Linked DNA regions of Mus musculus: regions 1 and 3 are each linked to region 2. The links are chromatin contacts, called in public Hi-C and promoter capture Hi-C maps. All regions are on one chromosome and are shown on one strand. Each heading gives the region's core, a stretch centred on a gene start, on an enhancer-like site or on the middle of the called end of the contact. The rest is flanking DNA. Distances are from core to core; before and after follow the strand shown. Region 1 has its middle 48 kb from the start of Gm14661. Region 2 holds the start of Sox3 (SRY (sex determining region Y)-box 3). Region 3 has its middle 80 kb from the start of Gm14661.

What was found. Promoter capture Hi-C pulls out the DNA fragments that hold promoters and counts their contacts. A called contact is a pair of places that touch in the nucleus more often than the background predicts.
Region 1: a promoter capture Hi-C map of neural stem cells shows a contact between it and region 2. The contact joins the enhancer-like site here to the promoter of Sox3 in region 2. A contact is called at or near these places in 3 of 39 promoter capture datasets (liver, neural stem cells and stem cell-derived epiblast-like cells), 7 of 115 datasets of contacts at active chromatin or transcription factors (astrocytes, embryonic forebrain, embryonic stem cells and 2 more) and 1 of 9 other capture datasets (embryonic stem cells).
Region 3: a contact with region 2 is called in a Hi-C map of stem cell-derived motor neurons, with 4 times the contacts expected there. The contact joins the enhancer-like site here to the promoter of Sox3 in region 2. A contact is called at or near these places in 3 of 39 promoter capture datasets (embryonic stem cells, liver and stem cell-derived epiblast-like cells), 1 of 484 Hi-C or Micro-C datasets (stem cell-derived motor neurons), 7 of 115 datasets of contacts at active chromatin or transcription factors (embryonic forebrain, embryonic midbrain, embryonic stem cells and 1 more) and 2 of 9 other capture datasets (embryonic stem cells and embryonic trunk).

Annotation. Positions count from the first base shown.
Region 1 is chrX:60,749,319-60,752,844 of GRCm38.p6, forward strand. No RefSeq gene overlaps it. Among named protein-coding and RNA genes, the nearest start is that of Gm14661, 48 kb to the right of the region's middle. Within about 2 kb of position 1,368, at least 1 of the 459 cell types and tissues checked has an H3K27ac peak or open chromatin away from gene starts, as enhancers often do. A contact at or near this core is called in neural stem cells, where this site is marked.
Region 2 is chrX:60,891,776-60,895,211 of GRCm38.p6, forward strand. Sox3 (SRY (sex determining region Y)-box 3) reads right to left here and starts at 1,655. Exons shown (of 1, transcript NM_009237.2): 1 at 1-1,655. The coding sequence starts at 1,655. The coding sequence ends at 303. It overlaps Gm38438 (predicted gene, 38438), which reads left to right and starts at 1,878. Exons shown (of 3, transcript NR_155290.1): 1 at 1,878-1,977; 2 at 2,827-3,106.
Region 3 is chrX:60,717,725-60,721,150 of GRCm38.p6, forward strand. No RefSeq gene overlaps it. Among named protein-coding and RNA genes, the nearest start is that of Gm14661, 80 kb to the right of the region's middle. Within about 2 kb of position 2,152, at least 13 of the 459 cell types and tissues checked have an H3K27ac peak or open chromatin away from gene starts, as enhancers often do. A contact at or near this core is called in stem cell-derived motor neurons, where this site is marked.

The sequences.
Region 1 (3,526 bases), core at 118-2,617, 140 kb before region 2:
TAGCTGCATATGTATCAAAAGATGGCCTAGTCGTCCATCACTGGAAAGAGAGGCCCATTGGACACGCAAACTTTATATGCCCCAGTACAGGGGAATGCCAGGGCCAAAAAATGTGAATGGGTGGGTAGGGAAGTGGGGGTAGGGTATGGGGGACTTTTGGGATAGCATTGGAAATGTAATTGAGGAAAATACGTAATAAAAATATTTTAAAAAAAGAAAAGAAAAATATGACCACTTTCTTATTGCTATGATGTCTAGTTCTGGAAGGAGAATTTGCATGTAATGCAGAAAATGAAAGTGCTGACTTACCATCACTGAAGTATTTCCAAAAGCTGCATAATTGGCCACTTATTCACACCAATTTTAGCATTTGTATTTAAAAATTTAAAGTTTTAGCTATAATTATATACTTATATGGTCGCTCTCTTCTCTGAAACTTCTTCCCTCCTTGAGTGTGTTACATCCCAGTGTAATACTGTCTATCAAGTACTGACAACCCTAAAATACCCCTAATGACCCCACACTACAGCCTGGTGAACATGACATGGTTCTTTATAGCAGTCTAGTTATAGATTTCTGTAGCCTCATCATGGGTTTTAGTACTGAATGGGAGATGAACAATTCAGAGCACCCTTAAGTATAGGGATGAGTAGAAGAAGGGGGTGGGCAGGATGAAGGAGACAAAGCAAAGGGCCTATGACGGGGATGGGGGGGGCTGTCTTAGTCCCAGACACTAGGAGGCAGTGGGGGTGGGGAACAACAAAACCTCAGCTGCTGGAGAGGAAGAGCCAGGACCTTTTGTCTCATAATGTATGGAAGAGTGTGTGCATGTATGTGATGCTGATGATTAAATGGTACATGGTATCAGCGAAAATTATCAGCACTGATGCTGATTAGGGATGCTGAGGAACTAATAGTAAGAAAGGAAACTAGAAAAATTGGTCTGGGTGTGGAAAAGTAATACTAATTACAATCATTTATGCGAACTGCTTACCATTTATGACTAATTACCACCCAACACAATAACCATTAGGTATATCATTAAATATGTGTCAGATTAACTTTGTTGTCAGTTTTATTTGTGATTAGAACAGTAAACTCTGCATGTATGCTGGGACTTAATAGTTTGTTGTTCATGCAAGCACGACTGTCAGTTCATAATTTGAAAAAAAAAAGGAAAAAATTCACATTATGTTAGGGCTGGAGCATGGCAGGCGTTGAATTCCAGGCTAAGCAGTTTATGGTTAATTTAGGAGACAATGGGGAACCCTTCCAGAATAATCAACAGGAGAGTTACATGATCAGTGCTGTACTTTAGGAATCAAAGATTGGCAGAAGTGCAAGATTCTTTTGAGATTACTCACACAGTGGTCAGCAGCCAGGAGGCACTGGCAGTCACAAGGGGACTCCAGAGGGATTGTCAAGACTTGAGAAGCATAGAGGGGATCGGGCCCTTCTCCACATTAAGGCTGAACAGATCAACGACAATGTCAGTAACGTTTGCTGTAGGCTGGAGTTAATCACACAGATGCACCCATTTGGAGAATTGATTGGAAATTGTGAAAGTGATACAAAGTTTTTAGTAGTGAAACAAGCTAATTTTTTTTTCTCATCAAGTGAGAAATTTCATAGTTGAAAAGGCACATGGTTTACAAAGAAAACAAAGGAAATCCTGGGTGATGAAAAACTTAAGAGCCACTATTATAATTCAAACAAATATTTTTATTTATAGATGGGAAAACACACGCTAGAGATAGGTGTAAGTTGCTTTACAAGAAGATGGATAAGTAAGAAGATTGAAGGAAACTAAAGAACAGAAAATGACTTTAGTGGCAGGTTGAGGTTCCTATTCAGGATCACTGAGTGGAAAAGAACCAGAATTTAAGAATCACTCCAAAATCCCTAATATGTTTCCCAGGACTGATGTCAGCATCAGGCATTATTAGAGACATAGAAAAAAGGCAAAAACAACCAACCAAATCTATAAATTACAGCTTTTCTTTCATACCACCTGATAGTGTACTGGTTAGTTTATTGTCTTCTTCACACAAGCTAGGGCCATATCTGGGATGAGGGCATCTTAACTGTGAAAATATCTCCCTAAGATTGGCCTGTGGGCAAACTTGCAGGGCATTCTCTCGATTGATTATTACTGGGGGGGGGGGGGGCGGGCAGCTCACTGTAGGTGCCACCGCCCCTGGGCTGTGCACTTTGATGCTGTAAGCAAGCCAGTTGTACAACTCATAAGGAGCAAGGCAATAAGCAGCACTTCTCTATGTCCTCTGCTTCAGTTCCTGTCCCAGGATCCTGCCCTGACTTCCCTCGCTGATAGACTCTGATGTTGAACTGTAGGCTAAAATAACCCCTCTCCTCCCCAAGTCGTTTTGGTCATGATATCTTGTCATATCACTAGAAACCTAGCAAAGGCATGGTGTTTGGTTTTGTTATAAAATTACTCCATGTAACCTGTAATCACTTTTGATTATTCATTTCAGAGAAGTAAAAACCCATGTCCATACAAAAACACCTAAACATTGAAGTTTATAGACACCTCATCTAGAATTGCTTCAGATTGGAAAGAACCCAAATAATCATTAATGGGTGAATAGTGAATCTGTAGTATATCCATACCATTGGATATTATTCAGCAAGAGAGTAAAAAATATCAATGCACACCACAACTCAGGTGAGCCAGTAGTGATGCGAGCAACTTCAGTCACAAGGGGGAAAGTACAATTTTATAGTGTTTGTAGAGTACATAATGATTTAAAAATAAATAAGAAAGTAGTGGCATGGTTTGGAGATGGATAAATGGGCAGAGAAGGAAGTGAATGTGGTTATGATAAGATAACATAGGAATCTTTGTGGGAATACAGCTGCCATATTAACTGTGCTGGTAGATATGCTAGCCTATGTGTAATAATATTCTATACAACTAAATATCCACATGCTTACACCAATAAGTACAAGTCCAACTGGATAAATCTAGGTAAGACTGGTAGAAAAGGACAACATAGTCTATGTACATGCACAAGAAAACTCCACCTTAGCCAATAGATTCAGCATGATGCTAAGCAAAACATTAGCAAGTTATTGTTTTTTAAAATATTAAATTTACATATGCATGTCTGTATTGGTCAAGGACAACTTTTTTGAGTTGATGCTTTCCTTCCACCCTGTGGGTACCAGGGAACAAACTCAGGTCATCAATCTTGGTGGCAAAGACCATTATCTACTGAGCCATCTCTATGACTTTTGGCAAGGTATTTTACGACTATTTTGTAAAAAAGCTAAAGTTACCCAATTTCAAGATTTATTATAAAAGCATTATAATTAACATTAGGTTGGCATTGTCAAAAGAACAGACCAAGAGATTAGGGACACAAAATAAGCCACACTGTTTTCAAACCTATTTCCTTTATGCCATGTAGGGTAAACATTTAATTTTGAGCTGATTTTTTTAAAGATTTATTTATTGTTATATGTAAGTACACTGTAGTTGTCTTCACACACACCAGAAGAGGGC
Region 2 (3,436 bases), core at 405-2,904:
GAACCTAGGAATCCGGGAAGAGGAAGGGGCCGCGGTTTCTCCGCAAACACCACAGCGATTCCCAGCCAGAGGGGGAGGGAGGGGCAGTGGTCAGAAGCCAGCGGCTCTAGCAAGTCCCATTTCCGCTGCTCGGGACTTCTCGCTTTTGTACAAAACCCCGACAGTTACGGCCAAACTTTCGGTCCTCCTCATCTTCGGTACAAGGCAACGGTCCCAGGCGAGCAAAGCTAAACAGCAAGGCGTCCCAACGTGGGGGGTGTGGGGCGGGGTGGGGGCGAAGAGCTGGGAGCGCGGGCCGGAGCTCAGATGTGGGTCAGCGGCACCGTTCCATTGACCGCAGTCCCGGCGCCCTGGTAGTGCTGGTGCACGCCGTGCAGCCGGCCGCCTGGGAGCGGAGAAGCGGCGTCGGCCGCGTCCCCGCCAGGTGGCAGGTACATGCTGATCATGTCGCGCAGGTCGCCGAGGCACGCGCGCTGCGAGTGCGAAGCGATGGCGGGCGGCGGAGAGCTGGGCTCCGACTTCACCACGGAGCCCATGGGGCCCAGGCTCATGGCGGCGGCGGCGGCGGCCGCGGCGGCAGCGGTGGCGGGCTGCTGCCCGTAGGCGGCGGCGGCGGCGGCCGCGGCGGAGGGCGCCATGCCCCCGTAGCCCGAGGCGGCGGCAGCGGCGGCGGCGGCGTTCATGTAGCTCTGGGCGCCGGGTGGCATCATGGGGCTGTACTGCAGGCCGGCCATGTCGTAGCGGTGCATCTGAGGCAGCGCGGGTGGCGGCGGCGGGCTGCTCATGCTCGGGGGCTGCGCGTAGCCCAGCTGCTCCTGCACGAGCGAGTAGGCGCCGTTGGCCCAGCCGTTCACGTGCGTGTACGTGTCCAGGCGCTGGCCCACGCCCACCGGGCTGCTGGCGGCGGCGGCTGCGGCGGCAGCGGCGGCGGCTGCGGCGGCGCCCGGGGGCAGGAGGCCGCCGGGCAGCGAGTACTTGTCCTTCTTGAGCAGCGTCTTGGTCTTGCGGCGGGGCCGGTACTTGTAGTCCGGGTACTCCTTCATGTGCACCGCACGCAGTCGCTTGGCCTCGTCGATGAACGGCCGCTTCTCCGCATCGGTCAGCAGTTTCCAGTCGGCGCCCAAGCGCTTGCTGATCTCGGAGTTGTGCATCTTGGGGTTCTCCAGGGCCATCTTGCGCCGCTGCCCGCGGGACCACACCATGAACGCGTTCATGGGTCGCTTGACGCGGTCCTGGTCGCTGCCCCCGCCGCCACCACCACCACCGCCGCCGTTCGCGCCCCCGCTGCCCCCGTTGCCTGCGTTCGCTCCGCCGGCTGGGTTCGCGCCACTCTTGCCTGCAGCGCCGGGAGCTGCGGGGACGCCGGTGCCCGCGGCTGGGGTGGGCGGCCCCACGGGGTTCTTGAGTTCAGTCTCCAGCAGGCTGTACATCGCCGGGGCGGGAAGGAGGTGCGCCAGCGTGGCGGGAGGAGACGGCGCTCCGGGGGCTGGAGCGGCCACCGTGAAAAGGCCGGGGGACTCCGTCGGAGTGGTGCTCAGGGGCCGGCGGGCCGGCAGCTCAGGCGGGAAGGGCAGGCTAGCCGAAGGGCTCCGCGCAAAGTCGGCGGGAACTCGCGGGCTTCTCTCACCTGATGCGTTCTCTCGAGCTGGTCGCATTCGCAGCTTGCCCGGGAAGCCTGCCCGGTCCCTTATATACCTGCTCAGATCCGGGAGGGTTGGGGCTCGGTCCGCCCCCTCACCACCCGTGGGCCTCGTGATTGACAGGCTCGCCGTGATGAGTCCTGGCCAATCAACACCGAGCCCCCTGTGGCCCAGCTTGGAAAAAAAAGTTCGGGGAGCCCTTTCGTTCACCCTCCAGACCCCTCTTGGGTCGAGTGACGTGATGAGAGCTTTTTCAGGAGGCGGGAGTCCACGAGACCCGCTCTGAGACCACCAATTAGGGTCTCAAAAAGTTTGAAAGAGCGAGAAACCCGAGGAGGTGAGGGAGGAGGGGGGAAGAGGGCGCGCGAGCAAGCGAGACTGGGGGGAGGAGGGGCAGAGGAGCGCCCGCGGGGTTCGGAAACAACTTTGCAGACTCGACTAGGCTGACCAGCGCCCCATCCCATGGCCCACCTGGAAAGCTCCCCGCCCGCCGTCTGCACGGAGGACCTCCAAACCCTGCTGTTGCCAGCGCTAAGGACACTGGGGACCTCTAGCAGTCCAGGCATGCTTGGGACGTTGAGTGTATAACGGAGGTGCGCTACGCTGAGCCACTGAGAAGCCTTCCTTGGAATTGATGGTAGCCGGTTGCCTGAACCCTCCACCCCGAGGGCCACTGCGTGCAGGACCGAGAGAGGGGCGGGGGCCGGGGAGCGGGACTGCTAGCGCACCTGGCTGTGAGGCTCCATGGGGGGTTTGCCAGTGCGAGTGGGGAGTGGCCTCGGCCTGTGCCCGGGGGAGGCGCTCGAACGTAGCTCCTGGGGAGCGGGTTTAGGATGCAAAGGGCGAACGAGCCTTCACTTTTTCGCTCTGGGCCCCTGCTTAGAGGCCCCTTTTTGTCTCTGCTGTCTGGCCATTTCGGGTTTTCCAGTCCGATGCTCCTGAGGGGGAGGGTCGGGCCCCTTGGAAAATCCGTTTTCATGGCAACACGGAGCCTCTCGCAGTAAAAGAAAAGTTTGGGGGGGGGTGGCCGGAGCTGAGCCTAGGCCTTGCTCCGGGTGCACCGCCCCTCCTCCGACCGCGCACCTGCTACGACCGCTGCGAGCGGCTCTCGGCACGCAGCCGCGCTCCCCCCCCCCCCCAAGCGGGCTGTGCTAACAGACTCTGCTTCTCCTTTCTTGTTTTACAGCCTTTCTGACCGAAGGCTGGAGAAGCAGAGTGGGACCTTCAGGCACTTTGTTGGGTTATCTGCCAAGGACTACCATCTAGAGAAACCTCCGCTGCCCGGAGAGGGAACCCGGACATTCTCCGCTGCCAGCTCAAGCAAGTGGCATGGCGTTTGAAAACTCTTGAAGCCCTCGGAGGCTGCTGGAGGGAATAGGAAGCCATCTGGGCAGATGTGGCAGAAACCGAAATAAGGTGTCCGCGCAGTACTGGATTCCCGCTTCCTCCTTTAGCTTGGTGGAAAGGTGGGAAACCTAAAGAAAAGCACATGCCCTAAGTGTGTGTGTGTGTGTGTGTGTGTGTGTGTGAGAGAGAGAGAGAGAGAGAGAGAGAGAGAGAGAGAGAGAGAGAGAGAGAGAGAGAGAGAATTCCAGGCGTCTAGCTTTTCAGCGATAATACTAAATGAGGTGATTTGGGATGCCTGTACTCCCGGCTTCTGTCTCTTTCTCTCATGCACTAATTAAAAAGTAAGCCGCCAACGTTTGCAGGGCGCAGACCAGTTCTGTCCATTTGTGGCCACAGGGTCCGTTGGCACCCGAATCTTGCTTTCTAGCCGGCATCAGTTCCAGAAAGTT
Region 3 (3,426 bases), core at 902-3,401, 170 kb before region 2:
ATCCATGCTGTAAAGGCAGGTCAGAATTAGCAGTGAAGAGAGTGCTGTGACTCCACAAACCCTATCTGAGGGCGCAAATGGGCTGTCAATCTGCAGCTGCACTTATGGTCCCTTGCTCAGGATGGAACCACTCGGATACCTGCTGTCTGGATTTGGGGTCATGGTTGATCTAGCCAATTGCTGCTCTTTCCCCTCCCCCACCCCCGTTCTGTTTTCAGAATGAACATGTCTCTAAATGGTCAAGGCTTTTTATTTTACCACAAACAAAGTTAATCTTAATTTCCTCCTAAACTTTTTAAAGATATACTTCTTATTCAGAAGAACAAAGAGTACTCAACCGTTTAAATTTACCTACACGTCAAATGAGAAGCAAGGCGCTACAACTTACAAAGCCAGTGAGGGGAGGAGGGAAATGAGCAGAGAAACTCCAGTGTGAGCATGGCATGGTACCTGGCTGGTAGCGATTTTCCTCTCTATTTTACTTTTCCTAGATTTAAAAACAAATATTTACGCCAGGGTGCAATCAAGTGCTCACTTGAGAGGGGCGTGCTGCATCACCCTGTGCTTGCCCAGGTGGGGAAGATGTCATAAAATCAGACAAATGTTAGAAAATACGAGTGGCTGAGCCAGCCCTCCCAGTTGCTTTGCATCTGATGAATAACAAGAGAACCTGGAGTTCCCCTGCGTGCGGTTATTAACACTAATAATAACTGGAGCTGTAATCTGTACCCGCCACATTCTCTTCTCAGGTGGCTTTCTGCTGCTCTGTAATGAGGTGCCTTTGCCTTTACCCATGTATCGCACATTATATGTGCACGGAACCCCTCTACCTTCCCTGGATTTATGCATGTCTCCAGCAGATGGTTAAGCCAGTCCACCTCGGTGCTTGTTTAGCATAACAGAGAGCTCAACCACTGGGGCTTGCTCAATCACTGGCTTCAGCCTGCATTTCTGGATCCTGGTGAGGTAAACACCCTGGGTGACAGCCTACACTTGCTGCCTCCGACCTACCTTTCCCTGCAGCCAAGCTGGAGTGTTCCTATTTACTTTGCAGGAGTTGTTTTCCAGTTTCCTCTTTATCCTACCCTGCCCCCACTCTTTTTTTCCCCTTGGATTCCATGATGGTGATTGGGACAAGAAATTTTCCAGAGAAATAAAAGAAAGAAAAATTGGAAAAAAAAAGCGGTATTTAAGGTATAGGACTAAAGGACTCTGTTTGGAGTGGCCATCTCCACAAGAAATTGAACAGGTCCTTTCATTCACCCGCTCCCTTGCTCGCTGTGGAGAAAGATGCACCACGTGGAGCAGCCCGTCTTCTGTGTTTGGTAGGCGTTTTGAGCAGTGAAGATACAAGCAATTAAAGAAATCAGAATTGACCTCAAATAGCACACTTGCAATCTCTTGAAGCCTGTGGAGTAGTTCTAGTCATCTCCTGGGTGCCTGGCCTTCTGGCTGCCTCAATTCAGAAGTCCACTTCTCCCTGTGCTCTTAGCACGTTGATTTTAACTCCTGCAGTTCTAAGGGGGTACTTACAGATACTTACTATGGCAAAACAAGCTACATTTTCCCCATCTGATCTGGGTCCTTGGATCTTCTAGGCTTTTATGTGTGGGAAAAAAAAATCTTATGATAAAGTCATCCTGAGGAGGGTTGTTATTGTTCTAGGGTGCTAGGAGCTTTGCCTTAACGACTTAAGATGCACACAGCTTGAGGTTAGAGAGCCATAAAGTGCCAGCCTGAAGTTTACTGTAATATGTTATTTCCATGTGGATGGAAAAAATTGATTTCTAATTCATAAAATATATCCCCCTATGCCAGCCATTACGTACTTTTCCGGTTTCAGCCTGAAAGTACTCTGTGCAGTGTTTTCACAGAAGGCAGAAAAAGGGGGCTGCTTTCTTCCCACTCCAGGTGAATAAGGGAAAAATGGAACTTTGTGGAGAGGAAGCCAAGAAAACAGTTGGGGTGGTGTGATTGGTGGGGGAGGAGCCTAGATAAATGGTGGTTTCCATATATTTTCAGGACGGCTCTTTTCTCTCCAGTGCTGGAGGAAAATCAATATCTTGTTTTCAGATGGGTAAATGGAGTCGTCTCTTTAAAGTGCCCCGGTCAGTTCACCACACGTCGGGCAGCTGCTGCTTTCCAGGCTGCCCCGCCATTCCCAGGCTAGGAGGATTGACAAGGCGATGATAAACTAACGTGCCCCCTCAGCTCTGGGTGTGCGCCATTGTTCCCGCAGCTGAGACCCTCTGCTGCTATTTGCTTTCTCCCACATACATTATTCAACAGCCCAGGAAAAGGCCAAGAACCTCTTTCATTCAGGAATTCTGTATTAAAATAATCAATTTCAAACTGAAGCCGGGAAGGCCAGCTTGCTACAGGGAGAGCCTATTAATAAGCCACCAGTCTTTTCCATTTGCATTGAATTCATGCTGTATTGTGGTAATATGGGATTATTTTTTTTCAGTTTCCTCCAAGAAACTAAACATCACATTGGCTCCTCTGCCCTTTCTTAAATAGCATGCAGAAGAGTGTCTTCGTTTGAACCCACCGTTAAGAGAACACTAGAGGCCATATTTGTGCCTGTTACTCGGCCCTGACCAATTCAGATTTTGAAAGTACTTTAAAAAAGCCATTAACTCTCCATGAAATGTATCAGGGAGAAAAGTTTTCAAGTGTTTTGTTTCCTATTCATTGGCATTACATTTCTCGCCTTGCCTCTCCTGTGCCTACTTCTCATCATTCTCCCATATGCACACAGGCAGACAAGATAGACACCACACACACACACACACACACACACACACACACACACACAGGGGTGTTGATGGTTAAGTTTTGAGCAAAATACTTTAGGAACCATGGATGTATAAATAAGGATAAATTTCAGGTGTCTTTCGTTAGCACAGGGAGATGCTCTCCAGACCAAGTGTGCTTTTCCTGTTTGGTTCATAAAGGGTTAATCAGAGACTTCTTTTTGGTGGCTGCCTTATTGTTGAAAATCTTTCTAAGCCTACTTTAAGTCCATTTTCATGTCTTTAGACAATCAATGGCCAAAAGATAGCTATTAATAGTCAGTCTTTTGTAATCAATTCAGCCAACATTTATTGAACACCAAATGTGTACATAGGGAATCTCCTGGGCTTTAACTTGAGACATCCCAATGAATCAGTTATGGTCCCCCAAGTAACCAATGAATATAGTTTTTTTTAATATGGTTGCCAGATTTAGCAAAGGGAAATATAAAACACTCTCTTAAATTTCGACTTTAGAGAAGTAACTGTTTAATATAATTTGTTCCATGCAATTTTATGGCATACTTATAAAATTTTCATTGTTCACCTGAAAATCAAAGATAACAGAGAGGCCTATATTGCATCTGAAAACTTCCCCTATTAAAAGGAATTTTTGGTGTGACTTTAAAAA